3 separate regions of the Mus musculus genome follow, and regions 1 and 3 are each linked to region 2. A link is a contact called in public HiChIP or PLAC-seq and promoter capture Hi-C data. All regions are on one chromosome and are shown on one strand. Each heading gives the region's core, a stretch centred on a gene start, on an enhancer-like site or on the middle of the called end of the contact. The rest is flanking DNA. Distances are from core to core; before and after follow the strand shown. Region 1 overlaps Immp2l (IMP2 inner mitochondrial membrane peptidase-like (S. cerevisiae)). Region 2 holds the start of Immp2l (IMP2 inner mitochondrial membrane peptidase-like (S. cerevisiae)). Region 3 overlaps Gm40403 (a long non-coding RNA gene).

Evidence for each region. Promoter capture Hi-C pulls out the DNA fragments that hold promoters and counts their contacts. HiChIP or PLAC-seq counts read pairs in DNA pulled down with a chosen protein or histone mark.
Region 1: an H3K4me3 HiChIP or PLAC-seq map of the 230-238 cell line shows a contact between it and region 2, with 5 times the contacts expected there. The contact joins the enhancer-like site here to the promoter of Immp2l in region 2. A contact is called at or near these places in 3 of 39 promoter capture datasets (cranial neural crest, hippocampal neurons and pre-B cells), 2 of 15 datasets of contacts at CTCF or cohesin (large pre-B cells and pro-B cells), 1 of 484 Hi-C or Micro-C datasets (the G1E-ER4 cell line) and 3 of 115 datasets of contacts at active chromatin or transcription factors (the 230-238 cell line, large pre-B cells and pro-B cells).
Region 3: a contact with region 2 is called in a promoter capture Hi-C map of trophoblast stem cells, with 4 times the contacts expected there. The contact joins the enhancer-like site here to the promoter of Immp2l in region 2. A contact is called at or near these places in 4 of 39 promoter capture datasets (cranial neural crest, hippocampal neurons, liver and 1 more), 4 of 115 datasets of contacts at active chromatin or transcription factors (astrocytes, embryonic stem cells, memory CD8 T cells and 1 more) and 1 of 9 other capture datasets (liver).

Annotation. Positions count from the first base shown.
Region 1 is chr12:41,876,196-41,880,210 of GRCm38.p6, reverse strand. The region is part of intron 6 of Immp2l (IMP2 inner mitochondrial membrane peptidase-like (S. cerevisiae)); the gene reads right to left. Among named protein-coding and RNA genes, the nearest start is that of Gm46348, 110 kb to the left of the region's middle. Within about 2 kb of position 1,975, at least 59 of the 459 cell types and tissues checked have an H3K27ac peak or open chromatin away from gene starts, as enhancers often do. A contact at or near this core is called in the 230-238 cell line, the G1E-ER4 cell line, pre-B cells and 1 more, where this site is marked.
Region 2 is chr12:41,021,164-41,025,417 of GRCm38.p6, reverse strand. It overlaps Immp2l (IMP2 inner mitochondrial membrane peptidase-like (S. cerevisiae)), which reads right to left and starts at 1,328. Exons shown (of 7, transcript NM_053122.4): 1 at 1,273-1,328; 2 at 785-857.
Region 3 is chr12:40,241,835-40,245,896 of GRCm38.p6, reverse strand. The region is part of intron 2 of Gm40403 (a long non-coding RNA gene); the gene reads left to right. Among named protein-coding and RNA genes, the nearest start is that of Gm40403, 4.3 kb to the left of the region's middle. Within about 2 kb of position 1,731, at least 55 of the 459 cell types and tissues checked have an H3K27ac peak or open chromatin away from gene starts, as enhancers often do. A contact at or near this core is called in hippocampal neurons, memory CD8 T cells and trophoblast stem cells, where this site is marked.

The sequences.
Region 1 (4,015 bases), core at 726-3,225, 850 kb before region 2:
ATCATTCTCCATTAGTTCATTTATTTATTTATTTATTTATTTATTTATTTTTATCTACATCTGCTCTGAGAAGTTGCTTACATCTAATGTTGGACCACCCTTCACACGTTAAATTGGAAGTTCCCCCACCACCACCACCACCAAATAATGATAATCTGGATTCCATGTATCTATTAGAAACCATAACAATTCAGCAATAAATGGAAATGTTTTGGACTGTGAGGGGTTTTGAGGGCTTTTCCCATTATCAGTTGCTCATGTAGGTTAAAAAAAAAAAAAGTGAACATTCACATAACGAATGCCATGCAAACAACAAGACCAAGAGAGTGTCTCATCTCCTTCTTACAGCTTTCTACATATCAAGGAAGAGTCCTGTTGTCCTGCTCCCTGGGAGAGCAGCTACTAAGGAGAAATGAAATATTGAGAAAGCACCAAGCCACAGTAAAAGCGAGAGAAGGAGTGTTTGTTTTCCTTTCTGCTTTGTCTGTCTTTATTTGTTCTGCAGTGAGCTTGAAAACTTCCTGTATGTCTTCAATACCTGGAACAGTTCAGAAGCTACTATTGTCCCAGCTGTGACTAATGCCCACTTCATGCAAGTGTAGAACAGCAGATATGCTAATCATAATAGGCCATCACCAGGACCATGCAGTCCTGCTAGGAACACAGGGCTCAACAAGCTATGAAGGCCACACTTAAAATTCAAACTGTATTGTAATATACATTAATATGGCCACTGGATGGGGAGGAACCAAACAAATACCACAGAAAGTTATTTGCAGGAAAACTGGCAAACTAAGACCATTTGTTGCCACATGCAGGGCAGGAGAGCCTGAGAGCTAGTATGGCCTGTGTCCAATCAAATTTTAAGTATTTGACATCTGCAACCATCTAACACTGTAAAAGTCTACATAGGAAAGTAAAGCAGCTTCTATGAGAGTTGAGGATGAGTGCTCTACCAGAGAAACAGTAAGCTGCATAATAGAAATGAGGACTCCTTGAGAAGATGGTTATAAAGAAAAGATTAAAAAAAAAAAAACCATCTCATATAAGCACCCAACAATCAGTAGACTGAAGCTTTTAGAGAACACTGGGGTACAATTAGGCACATTTCCACCAAGACTGACTATAACGAAACAAGAATGAAAACCTAAAAGCATTCTTAGTGATGTGCATTCCTTAATGTAGTCTACCAGAAGGGTCTATAAAGCCAAAGGACTAACTCAGATATGTATCAATTAAGTACCTCTGAGGAGATTATAAAATATTACAGCAGTCATCATACATATCAGGTGGTTATTAAAAGTTGGGAACTTACTGTGTACAAATGTCTAACCTAATTTACATATATTTTTTAATTTAATCCTTAGGGCTATCTGACGAGGTAAATATGATTATGGATCCAATTTCACAGATGAGAAACCTGAGGCATGAAGAGCTTAAACAAACACCCAGCTGTTAATTGGAATCCCAAATTCTTAACTGCTGGGCCATACCGAGAAAAGCCACAACTTCCTCATTTCTCTCCTTCCCACACCCTGTTGTTATGACAATTGTCAGGCATGTGCAACATATATCCATAGTTCGGTTAGAGCCAAAGCTAAGCATGGCCAACAGAACTGCCTGGGACCCTGCTGTCACCTAATGCCAGGTACCTTCTGTGTTCCTATCTGGGCATAGGTCCTACAAGCAGAGAAGGCTCTGAATTCTTGCCTAGTAGTTGTAGTTCTTTACCTCCCAAAAAGTGAGGGATCCCCATAAATCACTTAACAGCTTTTTAAGACATTTAAAATGTTTAATTGCTGCTCATTATATTTACCCCTTAATGTATCTCTAAATTCTATTACTCTTAAATGTTATTAAAAATAACTTTTTAGAGTTTTTATACATAGATTTTTTTTTTGGTAAACATGCTTTCCTAGATCATTAATGTACTTCAAAATGTTCGAAAATATGCAAAGTAGCTAAGATGTGGTTCAATTCAAAAATTGTTATTTTTCTAAAACCACACATCTTCAAAAACTCCACACCCTGGTCACTCACTCTAGGTAAGAAATCAAGAAGTTGGCCTTCAAAGCAGGCTCACCACTGGCTAAAGAGTAGCACATTTTGTGTGTGATGCAGGCCTTCATCAAAGAGTTTATTATGCTTCCTCAGCATCAGCTTCTTCTAGACCTGCCTTGACGCAAGAAGCCTATCTTCATTGCCAAAATCACTGGTACCTCAAAATTCTGTTTACTGTTCATTCTTTTTAAGTCTTTCTTGACCTCCCCATATGCACACACCAAATCTTATTAATTTTTCTTTAAGTAGCTTTGTCTGAGAGGACACACACAGGTCATATGCAGGCCATAGAAATGAACTAGGAAAGTCTTCCAAAAGTCCCTAAGGAAATCTTATCTGCTGAATTGAGTTAACGTCCACTTGTATTTTGGACATATGCCCAGTAGCTAGCAGACAACACAGTCTTTTATATTTGCTACAATTCCCTCCCCACAAACAGAAAACATAAAATAAAAGGAGCTCCTTGGAGAACAAGGGTAACCATAACAATACATTGCACTCAACCCCATGTTCGATTCTGAAAACATTTTTTTCTCATTTTCTATTATTAATCAAGGGTTTTTAAGTTTAATTTTAACCATCCTCCTTTCCTGTAACACTGTATGTAATAAAACCATCCTTTGAGCTGGGGAATAGCTCCATGGTAACAGATTCTCAAACATCAGCACAGGATGGAGCTTTCAGTGTGTGATCACAGCTCAAGGAAGGAGGAGGAGGAAAATGCTGAAACCCACGGAGGCTTTCTTTCCTTCCTTGGGACAACATCGTGAGAGAAAGAAATCAGCAACCTCATGAGAGCTTACTGCGAACAGGGAAGGAGAACTGAGTGGAGTGGAGTGACAGAGCAAGCCTAAGATGTTAATGGGATTGTTATGGAAGTTCAGGATAGAAAGCAAATCCTTCATTTTAGTTCCCTAAAGAGATAAAAAAGCCGGGTGTGGTGACGCACTCCTTTAATCCCAGCACTCAGGAGGCAGAGGCAGGCGGATTTCTGAGTTCGAGGCCAGCCTGGTCTACAGAGTGAGTTCCAGGACAGCCAGGGCTGCACAGAGAAACCCTGTCTCGAAAAAAAAAAAAAAAAAAAAAAAAGATAAAAAAGCAGTCCTCATTCCCTAGAGCTGAAAAGAGGTCTGTTTTCTGGTGTCATGCTTTCCAATTTATATGGAAATAGAGCCATGTATATGCTTATACGTAAACACAGTCCTGTGGTAGGTATGGTAGTAGAGTACATGTACACATGATTCAATGGGCTAAATTTTAGGGATAGTACATTATAGACAAAATGAAGTAAGTATTCCCATCTTTAATAACAGGCTGAAACAGATAGATGCTGGGCACCAAAGTTCCCTCTGAAGACCATGTGACATCGGTCCTCTTACTACTTTCCTGGCCATCATTGTTAATACAGACAAAATCTCCTAAAATTTCATATTTTTCTTGTCAAATTGCATGGATTAACTGGACAAAAAAACAAATTGAGAGTGAATTAGAGAAGTATACCATTTTAAACTTTTATCCTTTTTTTTTTTCTAGAAAAAGATCTTGCTGCAACAAAACTTTGAAAATATAGTGTCTTTCAAGTTTAGATAGCCTTTAGGTATATGGGTGCTTCTAAAGTGCTGAAGGAAGTTTAATGCCATTTGTTCTTCCAATCTTGTCTGCACTATTAATTTGGTTAATGGGTTAGGAATCCTTTCTTTATAGATAGCAGAAAAGTAAACTTCAGCCTAGCACTTTTCAAAGTTATTACATCTTCTGAAAAAGCGGGGTGCAGATTAATGAGGTTTTACTCAGGGCTTTGGAGTCACAGGAGCCTTGAATGAAGTAATGCAGCCATGTTTCCACTTAGGGAAAGTAACAATCATGAAATGTAAATTGGACTTTCAAGCAGGACAACCGAACTGCATCCATCCCTGGAAACACTGAAATCACTTTTCAAGCATATCTCTCTGCA
Region 2 (4,254 bases), core at 79-2,578:
AGGTTCATATGTGGCATGTGCCAGGATGGGCACTGAGGGTAAGTCTAGCTTTCTCTCGGGGGTAAACAAGCCTGTGGCTTGCTGTTCTTGCTTATAGCTAACCTGTGTTTTAAGTAAAAGTTGGCGGAGATGAATGTAAAACTGGAGGGTTTCGAACCTGAAAGGAACTGTGTTTCCTATCACCAGACAGAGACTAGGAGAAGGGCAAGTCTTAGGGAGGAACCAATGAAGAGAGATGATAACTTGAAATCAGTCAACTTCCCAGGACTTCAGCTTTTCAGAAAAGCACCTCAATGCCTGAGATAGGACCTCCCCCAATTCCTCTGTAATTCTGAAAGACCTGAGAACTAGAAGTATATGAAATTGCCTGTATGTGGCCCCATGTGCGTTCCCCCACTGTTGAGATTTTAAAATGTAAGGTCCCCGGAGGGATAACTGCCAAGCAGAGCCAAGATTACCTAGGGCCCTACTGTGTCAGGAACTACTGAATGCTACCTAGGAAGACAGGGGACCTGAGAGGAACTATAGCATCAATGTGCCAGGTTAAAGAGGGTCTGAAAGGAAATGAGTTTTCTCTCAGGTGTCTAAAACGCTGCTAAACTTCCAGTCGGCTCTACGGGCTTCTGGAACCTGAAGAAAGGCTTGATCTTGGGACAAGTGACCTTTGAAGGTGGGTTATCCAGTTCCTGATAAAAAGTGGAATTTGGACCCAAGTTGCCTAGGGTAGTTTCCCCACTCGAAAAAGAGTCCTGGCACCTTCCGCCCCTGAGCAATACTTACTTACCCTTTCTCCCGCTCTTCCTCGGTGAGAAGGGGTAAGTGGTAATATTGTACCCTCGCCCAATTTGGCCAAAATCCTAAAAGTAAAAATGACAGAGACAGGTCCTTTAAAATCCCGTGGCTCCAGCCTGAGCAGCTCCCACAAGCTGCTCACCACCCCAGGAGCAGCGCTCCCTCCCGGCCGCTCTGTGGGTCCCCCAGGGCGGGGAGAAGAGGTCGGCTACCCGCCCGGATCGGGGTTCGGGTTCCCTAACTGAGGGAGACAAGAGGACGAACTGAGGGGACAGCCGCGCGGCCTCACTGGAACACGCGCACGCACGCATGCTCGCTACCATCGCGCGGATAGCGGCCGAGCGGCTCCCCACCTCCCAGCAACGCCCACTCGACGGAGGAGAAGCCGGAGATAAGAGACCCTGCCGGGGACACAGAGGGTCTGCTTAAGCCCACCCGCGTGCCAAGCCGCCCGGACCCGCCGCCCCATTCCCCGCGCACCCGCTGCGCAGCTCAACCCAGGGGAAGTCCCCGCGGCACGCTCCGCCCTCCGCCGCGGCACGCCCCGCCCTCCGCCGCCGCTCGCCCCGCCCTTTGCCGCCGCTCGCCCAGACCCGACCCCCAGCTGGGCGGCAGCCGGAGACTCCGCCTACTACTACGGAAGTCCCGCCCCCGAAACGCGGCTCAAGGTGGATCCGCAGCCAGAATTGGGTTTACGTCAGATCAGGGGGCGGTACTGACCGTCTAGAGGTTCCAAGTGTTAGAAGCCTTAGGTCTAAGCCCTAGGTCGAAGCCTGGCATGGCTAAGAGGGCAAGGAAAAGCAGCAAGTTATCAGAAGCTATCTTCAGCTTCTTCCCTTAGACCAGGAACCCAGACTGGACTTCTTGTGTTGTTCTGTGGTTTTGTTATTGTTTTGTTTGCACATGGGTAACTTCGGGTTTGCTTCCTCTAGCAAGCCAAAAGAAAAAAATCCAGAACTTTTTTTTTTTTTTTTTTTTTTTTTGCTTCAGAGAAACTAGGGTTGTTTTTTTTAATATACTTAAGCTTTTGCTCGTTAATTGTAAAAAATCTTAACTGTGTAATTACAACCTAGAAAAACACTGTAACTAACAGAATATAGACAACAAAATTAATTTGCTTTTTCTAGCCCTCCTCAGTTGTATCTTTATCTTTTCTTGCTTTACCCTTTTAGATAATGCTGAACTATCATTCTCAAGTTTACATAGCGCATAATGTTCTGACACTCAGCATTCAAAATTAACTCTAAAGATGGGAGAGTGTAAGAGACTTAAATGGAGCCGAGCAGTGGTTGCACGTACCTTTAGTCATCACAGCACTGCTAAGGCAGAGGCAGGTGAAGCCAGCCTGCTAGCCTGATCTACAGAGCTAGTTCCAGGACAGCCAGGCCTACACAGAGTAAACCTCTCTCAAAAAAAAAGGGGCGGGGGGGGGGGAGAAGGGGGAAGACTTTAATGGGTTGATAGGCTGATAGTTAATAATTACAAAAGTCTGCCAAAGAAACATGATTGCTCTCCTGTATAGGATGTAGGTACAGTTATTCTTATCTAAAATATTTACTGCGAGGTAAGTTTGATTCTACCAGTGCTTTATCTTGGAGGCCGCCCCTGATGACAGAGCCTATTTACAAATTGGATTGGGCCCTAACAGTAAAGAGACTCCAAATTAAATAGATGTTTGTTCCAGTGAAGAACCAACAGTATGGGATGGCATGAACATACATAAACATCAAAGTTTCTAGAATCCATACAACCTAATCTAGGCCTAGAATATTTTCAGCATCCAAGATTTACTGCAGAATAAACTCACTATTTCTGGTTCTTTCTGAGCGATGGCTGGATGATTCAACTCAGCTGTTCTGGCTCAATTCTTCTCAATGGAAAATGATTCAGTCTGGTTTATCTTGGCTTTTCCTGAATGAATTACTCTACTTGGCCTCATTCTAACTTGGCAGGGTGTTCTAATCTCTGGTTCCTTCTCATTCCCTGGCTCCTTCACTTGTATCTAGCTTGTTCTCTCTCTCTGTGACCTGTCTCTGTACAACTGTCCAGCTAAAACTGCCTCCTTCCTTCCTCTTTGCCCTGCTCTCTTAAGTAGCTTCCCTTTCCTCTCTTTTCTCCTGAGGATTTGGCGTGTCCTAGTGTGTCAAATCTTTCTCTGATTTGTCACTTTGTCTGCCACTCAACTAGCTATCACTTTCAAACATGGGTGCTTCTTTCTACAAACTAACTTTACCTTCGTTGTTTGGGATTAAAGGTATGTACAAAGAGCATATCTCTATTCCAGCCAGAGGGACTAAAGGTATGTACTAAGGGCTAAGAACAACTAGAAATGGGATTTTTTCAGTAAATAACAGTCTTGGAATTCATCATGTAATAAAATGTCCTACCACAGTACTCTGTCTCAGAATGTTAATCAGAAGATTATACATATACTGGAGAATATGTGAGTATCCTGGAATATGTGGGTATCCTGGAATATGTGAGTATCCTGGAATATGTGGGTATCCTGGAATATGTGAGTATCCTGGAATATGTGGGTATCCTGAGATAGGTGGAAATTCTGCCCATTCGGTTCAATTTTACTCTCCACCTAAAACTGTTCCTTAAAAATAAAATTATATGGGCAGCAGTTAAGAGCACTGACTGCTCTTCCAGAGGCCCTGAGTTCAATTCCCAGCAACCACATGGTGGCTCACAACCATCAGTAATGGGATCCGATGTCCTCTTCTGGTGTTTCTGAAGATAGTTACAGTGTATTCATATACATAAAATAAATAAATCTTTTTAAAAAAATTATATTACTAAAAAGAAGCTAAGATTAAGTGTCTGAATGCTGTTTATTCTTCAAGGTCATTAAATTTGAAGCTCAAGTATTTAGCATCAATGCCATCAGAGGACCTGTATCATAGATTCCTAACTTAGATACACACTTAAATTATGGCTACAAATCATATTAATATTCAATGGGATATTGAACCAAAGTTAACTTGAAGTAATTAGGCTTTAAAATTCTATGGACCATTTCCTAGCCCACAAATAAAAGTAGAATGAGAGTAATTTCATCTGCTTGGGTATGGTGGGTAACCACACACCTGGAAGTATGAGGATCTGACCTCCGGAAATGACGAATCAGAGATGGCTTCTGACTCGTGGTTTGTGAATGTAAATGTAGCTTTTATTTTCTCAGGTTTGAAATGGGAGCCATATCCAAACTTTATGGTTTGGGCTAAGGCCAGAGTGATTCTATCTATCCCTAGGTCTGGATCTGGAAGCTTCTAGCCTCCATACAATCTAATCTTCTGCAGGTCTGGACCTTGAAGGCTCCAGCTTCCAGCCTCCATCTGCTAACCTAGGCCTAAAGTGTTTCAGCCTCCATGACTTACTGCTGAATAAACTCACTCTTTCTAGCTCTTTCTGAACTCTTGCTGGCTGGTCCAACTCAGCTGTTCTGGTTTAAACTCC
Region 3 (4,062 bases), core at 482-2,981, 780 kb after region 2:
TTTTTAGCAAGGCAGAGGGAATGGGGGAGAAGGGCAAGGCCCGCCGGAGCCATGCTTGCCACCCTGGAGCTGGCCAGAGTCCCTTCAGTTGTACTTTCTTCCTTTCGTGGCTAAAACTCTTCCAAGTTTTCCTTGGCTGTGTTGACACATAAGTAGAGGCACCATCATACGCTAGAGGCAGGCGTGTCTGGGAGTTTAGGCAACTCTGACTTCCCTAAAGCTAGTCGCTTGTCCCTTCTTCCTCTTGTTTTCACTGCTGTTTGAAATCAGTGCTGGCCACAGATGGCAAGGCAGCAGAGGTGGCATGAGGAGGATACCAGGGCCACTCTCCAAGTCCCGTATAATAGTGGGACTCCTTCCATTACACCAGCTCAGCAAGTATCCCAAGGGCCTCATTTCCAAAAGCAATTTGCATATATTCCAGAAACAACTTGCAGATTAAAAGCAAAAATGACAATGCAATTCTTGTGGATCCTCTTACTTTTCTGGCAAACATTCTCAGCAGCCTGCATTTATTTATTTATTTATTTATTTATTTATTTATTTGCCTTCCTTTCTTCCATCTACCTATATACTTGGGTACACCCCAGGTCTAAGTTCTCTGCTTTTTGTCCCTCTGTGTTTGGTCACAGAGGATGGCTTATGTGTGACTGGCTCAGTCATTCATTTGTTTGTTTATTCATTCAAAATGATGTGGTGAGGACCTATATTCTGCTAAGTTCTGGGGATACAAAAATGAACGAGATGTGGCTTGCAGGTGCATGGGTGAAATAGGAGAGGGGAAAGCGGCCATAGGCAAGGGCTTTTAACGTGGTATATTGAGTGCCCCAATGGAGTACTGTGTGTGTGGTTACAGAGGAAGTCCTGGCTTGAGCGTAGAGAGGTGGGTGTTAGAGAAGGCCTCTACAGTATGTGTGGGTCTGGGGTCATTCAGAGATTCCCCAGTCTGAGTGAGCATTAATAAATATCGACAAAGAAGAGCCTTTTATTCAGATATTGGTGCCAGGTCTATACCTGGACTTGGGATTCGCCAATGCTGGGCCCATCCACCTCCATCAGGGGTTTATAAAGGCAGAGAATACAAAGTTACAAGCTTTTGTTTAGAAAACAGAAACAGCAATAAACAAACAAACAAACAAAACTAAACCTCATTAAAACTTAACATTTAGAGGTCTAATTTTGCTTCATAGCTTCCTTAAGCATAGAGATTTTAAAATTTTAAACATAAAGTTACCCATCAGCATACCCGAAAAGGCAGTATTATAAAGAGGGCTGTGGAAAAGGAGGATTTTAGTGGTCTAAGTCAGAAAGCAGAAACTTAGATGTGAGAACTTTCAAAGAATTAACAAAGGTTTCTGGGCACTTTGCAAAGGCTAAAGCCAGATCCTGAAAACTACAGGTTTAAGGCAAGATCACAGAAGGCCCTAGGAAGTGTCTGTCATAGAGTCAGACCCGCAGAGGGAGTATTCTGAGCCATGGGATGAAGAATATAATTCTAAAAAGTCTGGGAGAGTGGAAAAGGCACCAATTTGGAGGGTTTTAGAAGTGGAGTGATCACCAGGTCTCAGGTCCTAACGGTAAGGATGAAGAAAGGAAATGAGTTTGAGAGATGCTTAGGAAATAAAAAGACCTAATGGCTAAAGAGAAAAAATGGAGATCAATCAAGGCCTACCACCATTCTGCGGAAGAACAAGCCGTTCAGCCTTGTGTTACAAAAGCTGGAGCATTCCCGGGCTCTGGCCCAGGGCCAGCCTGTGAGCGCAACAGCCTTGGAGGTTTTGTTCTTACTGCGGTGTGTCTAATCTCTGCTGTCTAATCAACTGGCTTTGACATCAAGGAGACACACCTCTAGGTGAGTCAGATCTCGCCAAGATCAACTGATTTACCTGATGAGGGAGGGAAGTCTCATCCTGAAAGCAGGCAGCACCGCCTGTAAGCTGAGTGGGCGCCTGACAGTTACTAAACAAGAACCATGTACCAAGTGACCTCAGCGCCCAGCCTACTCTGTGAGTCTTGACTACTAACATAATGTGTCGTTTTCTCACCCCTCACTCCCCACCCCCACCCCGATCTGGCTTCCTTCTTAACTCAGGAGAAAACTCCTCCTTCCTTTGGTTGCTTTTGTCCAGCGTGTTGTCAACAGTAATGAGAAAAGTCACAGTGACTGACCCATGAGGTGGTTCTCTGAGACCGTTGAGACTTAGCTGAGCCTCCTGCATGATCCTTTTCAAAGGCTCTGGAGAAGTGGCCCTGAAATTTTTGTCTTCTAAAAATCTATATTTTTTTTCTCTCTGAAAGTGGTCCCAACCCTGTTTCAGTTGGTCTTAACTGCAGACACAAAACCTGAATCCACTCCTGCCAAACCCACTCCCAGCTCTTCCACTATCAGCACCTGACCCCCAGACAGCTGCAGTTCCGTCAGCTCTCTTGATTGCTGGTCATTTTCTCTGGACCCTCCAGCCATCGATCAGCAGTGACTGCTCTCGCTAGTCTCCTTCCCACAGAATCCATCTGACACTGGGCAAACATCACCCTTAACCGTGGCATGTGACCACACTTCAGAATTCTGTTTATTGATGCTGAATCAAAGGCATCTTACATTTTAGAATATAAGCCTTTGGATATTCATTATTCAGGAGTCCCAATATCTGGAATAGAGCCTGTTGTCATCTGCAGTCATAGGGCTGGTCTGACCCATTCCCTCATCATTGTTGTTAGCGACATCGTTACCTGATAAATTACTTCTGAGGGTTCTTCTCTTATCTGAGCAGCTGCTCCGTCATGTACGAGAAATCTAATTTCACTTTCTAAGCTTTTTCTCCTCATAAGACCCCATCTGCTTCGATAGATTCTCATTCAGACACACTAAGACGGTTCTCGTCGTATCAATTTATTATCTCGGTAATCTCAATAAACGTCTCACTCTCACAGTGCTCTTATTTAGGGCTGAGGCATCGCTCTGTTCAGCCTTGTGTTACAAAAGCTGGAGGCCTCTTCCGCTGTGTGTTGATAGTCCTTCAGTTTTATATCGAGCGGGTACTATCACGGGGAAAGTTCTAGAGAAGTAAAATAAAGTTAGGACGTGTTTCCCTCAGAGGACACTTGTGAGTGCTGTGGTGAAGGCCCCTACCAGATTTTTCCTGGGGCTCTTCTTCACACTTCCAGGCCTGTAACATGTTGCTGGTAGAGATCAGAGGCAAAGTGAGGCTTGTGACACCAGCCAACCCACAGGGGGATAACCATCATCATCCCTCAAGAAAGAAAAAGTCATTTCCAACCAGATGTGCTATCGCATGTCACCCATATGACACAAGCAACTGGGAATTGGAGGCAGGAGGATCAAGTGTTCAGCAACATCCTCAACTATGTAGACGGTTCAAGGCCAGCTTAGGCTACATGAGACCTGATTTCATGGCAAAAAGTCCAAACACAAACAACTCATTTCCCAAGGGAAAGCAAAATGAATTTTGTCCTTAGCAGTGCTGAACAGTTGCAGCAGTGTGTGTGTGTGTGTGTGTGTGTGTGTGTGTGTGTGTGTGTGTGTGTAAAAGAGAAAATACTGTTTTCTCTAGCTTTAATCCCTTCCCTATACCAGGTCTTTCAGTGTCTGTGTGGCTTTGGGGATGTGTTATCCTGTGTGTTAGTGGCTAGAGTAAGGTCCAAAGAAAAGCTTGGTGGAGTCTGAGGTGGGTGGGTAGGTGACAGTGCTGGTGCCTGCTAAGGCCTGAGTGGGCATGAACCCCAAGCTAGGGGTGAGGGGTAGACCACTTCAGTCCTTATTTTCAGAAGCATGCAGGAAGGAGAACTTTAGTGGGACACCAAACTTCCTTTCAGTCACACTTAGCATGAAGTCTGGCCCTTGCTCCCTTAAGAGAACTACAAAGAATAGCAAAATTACATACTGTTAAGATTATTAATTATAAATCTAAATTATATTCTCTTCAGTCCAGAATCTTCACTAATGAGCCCCAGGCACAAACAAGGCAATTCATGCTTAGCCACTTTTCGTCCTTTTTTTTTTTTTTTGTCTCTGTTCTATTGGTGGTTAGCTAGGTGAAAGAG